Regions from separate parts of the Drosophila melanogaster genome. Here region 2 is linked to region 1. A link is a contact called in public Hi-C data. All regions are on one chromosome and are shown on one strand. The core of a region is the stretch at or near the end of the contact, and the rest is flanking DNA. Distances in the headings are between cores, read along the strand shown. Region 1 holds the start of srp (serpent). Region 2 holds the start of CG34138.

What was found. Hi-C and Micro-C count contacts between places; a contact is called where the count stands out from the background.
Region 2: a Hi-C map of the Kc167 cell line shows a contact between it and region 1, with 2.4 times the contacts expected there.

Annotation. Positions count from the first base shown.
Region 1 is chr3R:15,984,205-15,988,426 of dm6, reverse strand. srp (serpent) reads right to left here and starts at 2,275. Exons shown (of 8, transcript NM_001275690.1): 1 at 1,640-2,275. It overlaps lncRNA:CR44133 (long non-coding RNA:CR44133), which reads right to left and starts at 2,246. Exons shown (of 2, transcript NR_074017.1): 1 at 1,640-2,246.
Region 2 is chr3R:19,632,813-19,636,687 of dm6, reverse strand. It overlaps CG34138, which reads right to left and starts at 1,739. Exons shown (of 4, transcript NM_001043264.4): 1 at 1,476-1,739; 2 at 1,299-1,420; 3 at 1,074-1,230; 4 at 809-1,013. The coding sequence starts at 1,668. The coding sequence ends at 898. subdued (subdued,) reads left to right here. Exons shown (of 14, transcript NM_142563.2): 10 at 1-410; 11 at 473-648; 12 at 706-811; 13 at 2,338-2,476; 14 at 2,536-3,270. The coding sequence ends at 2,759.

The sequences.
Region 1 (4,222 bases), core at 1,026-3,525:
AGACTGGGACTGGGCATATCCTGTCAAACACACATTATATTACGAAGTTGGACGGACAGACAGGTAACCAAGCCACTAGCAACAGGTACTCATTGAAGACCCAGTTAAGAGACACGCGCGGATACAGCTCATCCGCAGTGCTTGTGGCTCTATGTTTATATGGAGTAGGTGCGGTTTTTCCTAGAGTTTGGCGCACTCTGTGGATGTGTGTGCCAACCACAGAGGACTGGAACTGGAACTCGAACTGAAATCGGGACTGGGATAGGGACGTGGCCAGAGCAATTAACGATTAAGACAAACACGAGTGTCTTGTATCTTGTATCTTGTCTTTGGTGGATTGTTGTTTGCCGTACAGTTTGTTTGCGTTTCGGAATTTCACAAAAATTCTTTTATACTACAATTTTTACTTTACTTGTTCTGTTAATGTTTAATGTATGTGACTGTCCGTCATTGTTGGTTGTTTGTCCTCGGTTTGGTTTTGGTTTTGGTTTTTTTGTTTTTGCGGTGTTTATTGTCGCGGTTTCCTCCGCGGCACCCAAAAGTAAATCCCACTTGTTTGCGGATGCATTTCGCTATGGAGATGCACGTGTCAGGGGAGTCGGATGGCTGTGTGGGATGCATCCAGGGTTTCCCTGGAAAATCACTGGCTGAACAACAAAAGGCAATTGTCGGTTAACTACGACAATTCGCTTGACTATAATATGTGTGTGGTTATACAATATATATATATATATATATTTTTTTTGTATAATTAATTTTCAATATGGCTGACCTATGGCAGGAAGTCATGTGTGTATAGCAATGAATTTATGGGTACATAGTATAAGGCCCCACTACATTTATTTCATTTGTTTTGAAATTCTTTTCTTAAATGCTTATTTTTCTTGAATAATTTTTTCTTTTCATTTTTTCCCCACATACATATATTATACATATACATACAAGTCGATGTTGATAAGGCCTCGTTGTTGTCGTCGCCACAACTCAACGACCGCAGGGCCAAGTGGATCGGCAGCGGTACCATGGAACGGGACCCATCGTTTGGACTCGCATTTTGTTTTTCAGTCGTTTCAACCTCCTTATATATTTATATATATATACACATACATATATATAAAATATATACTCGGGCACGCATATGGGCACTTGCTGGGTGCCACTGCCTGGAGCTGTAAGGCAATGCCCCACCCCTTGGCTGGACGGGATCCGGAGTTTTGTGCTTTTTGGGTTCGTTGATCGTCATGCTGGTTTCTCGTAATCGACATAATTTTCCCTACTTTTCCCTGTCGGTCCCTTTTCAATTCCTTAAATTTTCTTAGACACTTTTTGCTTGGATGCATTCCACAACATTTAATAATCTTACTGCGACTTGAACTGAAATATTTATTCTTAGAAACCATTTTAAGCCTAAAACTCATTAAAATCATGACTGTTTGCAAAAAATGAATACAATGACTCATAATAATACGTACACTATGTCTTCCCAAGAGTTGTGACTAAACATTATGTGACATTTATTTATGTACATATGTAGCTTCATTTAGCACATATGCAACATTCCATTAGTATTATTTATGTTAGTTAAGACAATTGAGAGCAACTTCCCCCGAAGGCCAACAAATCGTCTGGTGAAACTTACCAAGTTGTCCATGGCCAGATTCCCATGCATATTCCGACAGCGATTGAAAATCCATTGTGGCTAGGTCCAGAATCGAGTGCTCGGATCCGTTGCGCTCATTATGAGGGGCGTTCGTTCGGCCCATGTGGTTTTCATCGATGATGACCGAGCCGCGGACATCTGGGCATCTGGCGATCTCAGGCGCTAAGCAAGCGTTAAATTTTCGGTTTCGATACTGTCCGGACTTTGAGGGGGCGTTAACCCGGCAAATGAAAGTGTCACACAGGTCACGCCGACGGATCACAACTCTTTCGGGGAACGATGAGGAGGCGGGTGGTGGCTTTTCCGGGCGCCCAACCGTCGATTATGTTGGTTAAACTCACGTCGCTTTTGTGGTTAAACACACGTTTGAAGGATTTCCCTTGCGCCGGCGCAACTTTCCTCACATTTTTCCACGCTCAAAGGGTTTTCTTCGGTTTCACGCCCAACAGATCACGGTGATAATCGCCGGGACACGACCCACGAATCCGCACCGGTGTGCCGGATGCAATCGATAGGATGGGATGGCACGGGATGGGTTCGGTTGGGAGTGGACCCGACCAGACCCGCATCCGAGCTCCGACCTACTACTACAACTTTTCAAATGCTACTCGGCCGGGAGCCACCCAAAGCAATGCGAGTAAAATATTCTTGATTAAAACTTATCAGAGCACATTTCATATCACCTTTTCAAAAACGCAACAACAGCAAAGTAACGATTGTACTTATTATCGGCGACGCAACCGTCGAACTCATTGCGCCGTGTACTCGGTACTTTGGCGTAGTTTGGCTGTCGCCGGTTCCGCTGATTGGACGCCGCCAAGATATGGCTATCTGAGCCGGGCCCGATTCCGATTCCACGATTGCCAGCCCCACAGGCGCCATCTCCGCCGCATGGACGCCACACGGGAGCGAGCAGGACGCTGGCACAGATAGAGCGAGAGGCAGGGTGGGCGATACCAAAACACGATTTGATTAAGTTGCATCACGCGTCGGTCGCGCGACTATCCTTATCGGGGCAACTCTCGCTCTCCGACTTGGTGAGTATATGCCATAGGTCCTTATCATCTGGCCTGCTTTGGCCAGATTTGATTTGGTGACGACAGCATTCGGAATCTGGCCACTATAGCGGAATGTACATAAGTTCCTGTTTCGAATGCTTACCAAACAGTAGAGAAAGGATCTTTAACCAACTTACTAAAAAAAAATATATATAAATTCCCCCAGATCCAATCCTGTAAATACCCAATTTCTAATTATTTCTCAAAGATACAAGCTCTTCCAAACTAATCTTTTTCTAAATCAAAAATATAAGTTCCTAATATAAATCCCACTTTTCTCTTTTATATCTAAGATATTTTCCGGTTTAGTAAAGATGGTTTATGAAAGATATAACATTTTTTTTGCGCTCAATAAATAGAGACTGATCTACATTAAACCAAACCGATAACAAAGCCTGGCAGACGACCTTGCCTATCTATGGCACTCCTACTATTCTCCCTACACACCCCCCCTTTCGATGAAGTTTATGATGAAGTTTATTTCCCACCAGGGAAATGCCAAAGAGTCTGGTAATTTTAAAAAACTAAAAAGCAAGCACGTTTCCAAAAAAAAACGATAAAAAAATGTAAAGATATTCCTATCTAATAGCAAAATGCCGGCTCTTATGACGTCACGCGTCGTGATAAGAGAACCAGTAATCAAGAAACAATAACAAAAAGCTGAGAACAAACATATTGCAAACAGAAACATTGATAAAACCAGACGAATCAGAAGCAAGGAGCGGGTGACGAGGCGAAAACAATGCTGGCGAGATAAGGAGGTAAATAACCTGGCGGAAAACTTTAAGTCGGCGCCTCGCCGGGCAGACCAAGATCCGACCCAGCCAGTAGGGAGAGGAGGAGGCCCTGGCCACAGGGTGCGGGTCACCCATGCGGGGAGGAGTCGAGGAGGAGACATTGCGATAAGGATGCAAGGGTGCGGGTGCGGGTGCTGGACTATCAGTAGTAGCAGTAGCAAAGTCCGGAAGATGCCTTGTGGTCAGAAGATAAAAGGCCAAAGTGAGTGGGTAAGAGAAAAGGGAATGCACTGAGAAGAATGCAGAGGCAAAGATTGTAAGATACTATTAATAACCTATTTTAATAACCTATTATCTTGTCATCATGTTATTTTAGATACTATTACTACATTTCATTTAAACTATCCTGCTACGTTTAGCTTTAATCATGTACAGAATTTCATATTTGAAATCTGTATAAGATCTGGTATATTTTTTCTCGCAGTGTTATATAGCGAGTGGAAAATCGTAGCTTATCAGCCACCGACTTTAACTCGGGACTTGCTTTTGTTTTGTTTGAGCTGACTCTTATAATACAATTTAATAATGACCATTATAAAGAAACTGGGGAAGACGGGCATTACTACGGGCCAGAGATAAGGCCATCCTGTACCACGCACCGAATCCCTCGTACTGCTGCAGGAATTATTATTGTTTTGGAGTATTGAGACACAGACTCCATTACGATCGGGTCGCGTTTAGCACCCCTCGTAGACATAAATAATCTA
Region 2 (3,875 bases), core at 490-2,989, 3.6 Mb before region 1:
TGGTTGGCAAGCAGGCATTCAACACTATTCTTGAAGTGTATCTTCCCATGTTCTGGCGAAAGGTTTTGGCCATTCAGGTGGGACTGTCGCGACTTTTCAACAACACCCCGAATCCAGACAAGGCGAAAGACGAACGCTGGATGCGGGATTTCAAGCTACTGGATTGGGGTGCCCGAGGTCTGTTTCCCGAGTATTTGGAGATGGTCTTGCAGTACGGCTTCGTAACCATCTTTGTGGCCGCTTTTCCGCTGGCGCCATTCTTTGCCCTGCTAAATAATATCCTGGAAATGCGACTGGATGCAAAGAAACTATTGACCCACCACAAGCGTCCAGTATCACAGCGAGTTCGAGATATAGGAGTGTGGTATCGTATCCTGGACTGCATAGGCAAGCTCAGCGTGATCACAAATGTAGGTAGAATTCGCAGAGGTAGAATTATCAAAATATCTTAAACTAATTACCACGTATTTAGGGATTCATCATTGCCTTTACCTCTGACATGATACCGCGGTTGGTGTACCGGCATTACGTAAACAAGCAAGGCACTCTGGATGGTTACCTCAACTTTACACTATCAGAGTTCAAAGTCATTGATTCGCCCACGTTGTATAGCTTAGCTGGCGATCTCTCCAACATAACAACGTGCAGGTGAGTGAAATATATGGAATAATTTCAGGAATTACTTATTAGCTAGCTTGTTTTCAGATATACGGACTTTCGACTTCCACCATCGTCTCCAGAAAAATACACATTGAGCAGCATGTTCTACATAATTCTGGCCTGCCGATTGGGTTTTGTAGTCGTCTTTGAAGTGAGTAAAACTTAGGGATAGATTTATTTGTATTATTTTTCAAACATTTATATTTGTCGGTTCCAAAACGTAAATTCTAAGTATGTTCAGGCATTAAATGTGTGTGGCGGGCTTTGGGGAATGACTTCAACATTCTCACTGGGGTCAGACTTTAGCTTGCGATAAAGAGCAAAGATACCATACGAAAATAACGCGTTCAGCACTGAAATATATATTGAGATATAAACAATTATTTAACTTAAGTATGAAAGGAGTAGCTCACCTATAAATACGCCAAAGATTAGGCTTCTCGCTATTCGACGATCCACTGCGGCATCAACTTCATCAATTCGCAGCTCCAGGCTCACAAAAATGCCCGTTTCAACAACCATTGATAGGCATGAGTTTATCAACCAGGGAGCAATACATACGAGACGTTTCTTAAAATAGTTTGTTATATTTTATATTAAATAAGTAATGTGCTTTTGGGATATTTAAAATATGTTACCTGCTTTATGCCGTCGATAAGAATACAGGCCACCATTAGGTTTATCATTGCCTTCACCCAAATTATAAACGTTGCTGTCATATAGAAAACCTGCGAGAACTCTCGCACCCACAGATAGTTCACTGTAAGACTTTGTATTTAGAAAACAATTATATTCGGTACTTTCCGTTAAGTTACCCAATGTTGAAAAGAAGGTTCCAATGGGAGTCAAAGCTTCCACTTCGGCATCCTGTTCCCATTTTTCAATATCCATGAAATCGAGGTATAGGTAAAAGCTCGAAGGACCCAGTATGCTCACTGCTAATAGCAAGTCCCCACAGGCTATGCAGAGGCCCACCGACGAAAGGCTTAGGAATTCAAAGTATTTCATCTTGAACACGGCCTAATTAACTTTGTACAATATTTCGACCGTTTTTTTATTCTTCAGATTGCTTGGTATTCCTGTTTTTAATTAGATTTTATAATATTCTTTTGTAATTTATTTATTTCTTTTATACAATTGGTATTTCTATATCCTTTTTTATAATTTTAGTATTGTATTTAATTTTGCTTAAACGCGTCCGCTTGGCTCGAGGTACTCACAGCTACTAACTAAAGTTTTTGGCTCTAAGTAGAACTAGGGCCAATTATCCATTTAGGTTCTCCATTTTGGTTCTTTATATTTACCTTTCATTCTTTCCCGGCTTTCTGTCTTTCTTATGCTGCAAGAATCCAAAGTCCATCGAGTCAAGTATGTTGCATGTGTTGCATGTTTGTTGAGCGGTGTGCTGCTGTGCCGGTTTTGGTTTCTAAGGGGTTTCTTTTTCGAATAGAACTCGACGATATCGCCCCCAATACACATTATATTAGGGTTGAGGCTAGCACCTGTCTAAGCTGCATTTAGCCAATTCCATTTACTTGCCTGGAAAGTTGTCATTTGGTAGGCTTCATTTGACCCCAAATTCGCCAGCAACGTCGCAGACTAAATATTGTAATTCAGGGGCGTGTGATGATGAAATATTTTGCATAAATTAGTTGATGGCTTGCATTTTGTTTTCAGAACTTTGTTGCCCTGGTGATGATTTTGGTGCGTTGGTGCATTCCGGACATGAGCGTTGAACTGCGTGACCAAATCCGACGCGAAGTTTATGTGACCAATGAAATTATCATCGATCAAGAGGCCCACAGGGCTCGTTTTGGTATGTGATTAAATCTTAACTTCTTAATTTGTATAAACTTGAATTACCTTACGTTTCAGAGCGTGCCAAGCGCAGCAGTTCGGTGCTCCAGACGCCAGTTGACCAGGACATGGATGCTGCCTCCATTCAAGAGCCTAATGCCAAGTTCATTAACATTGAAAAGCTCCTTACTGAAAATCTCACACAGATCGAAATGGATGCTATTATACACGGCGAAAATCCAATCACAGGAATTTCCGGTGCCGATTGCTTAGACGAAGTGCACAAAAAACTCAGTGACTAAGTTAAAAATCATTCAAAGTGATTATTTGTGTTACGAATGTTCCTTTCAGTCACTTAATTAGGCCTTAGCTATGACACTTTTATTATTATTTAGTAACCCTTAGAAATTTGTTTGATACTTGGTTACAAGCTTTACTCATGCTTTATTTTATTGTAAGAGCCCAGTAATTGTTATTTAGGTAATCCAATTTTATGATCTGTTAATTGAAAATGATTTATTAAGTGGCTCAAACTTATATTTATGCAGCCCAAGTGAGTGCCAATCTGTAAACGAGCACAACTCATATACTTTTATAATTAATTGCATATTACGAAATGTTAAAAGTAATCTCTCATTCGTGTTAAAAAACTCAGGCTCTCAAATGACGCGTACATGAACATTTATTTTAGATAGCGTGACATATATACATGTATTTATTGCATACATTAAACCGTATGTATGTATATTGATGTTGATATACTGGAATCTCTATTCAATGTTGAATATATCAATAAACAAATAGTCAAATATTGGGGTGAATAAATTGATTCTAAATGAAGTTTTAAATCATTTGTGTAATCTTCGAGACATAAATATTTGGTATGTTTTCATTTTCCCGTATGCGGTTGATTTGATTAAATGTTTCGTACATTTTTCTGACATATTAGGATATGTAATTTAGTACAATTAATCATTGAATTTTTGATTGATTTAATATAAATAATTAAAGAATTTATTTTGATATATTAGGTGTAACTTTACTTAGCTTTGGTATTACTTATTTTAACTGGCTTCCCTATATGTTAGCATAATATATTTCTGAATATAGTTCGATAAGCCCTAGTCGCACATAGTAGCGTGCTGTGCCGCCATCAGCCATCCCTGGTCGGCTAGAACGACCCCCTTTTCGCCCTTTTCCTGAGGGTGGGGTGAAAGATGGATTGAGAAAGGGGTGAGAGAGAGGGGTGGTTCCAAGTGGCGCAACAAGCATGCATTTGGGCCAAGCACATTCGGCGCCACAGCAGGCGACTTCCCCAAGATACAGAAACACGAGCACGATTATTTGAGTGTCTGAATATCTTGGGTATTTGGGCATCTCTTTCGCTCTCGCTGTGGCGCTCGCTCTCCACCTCTCTC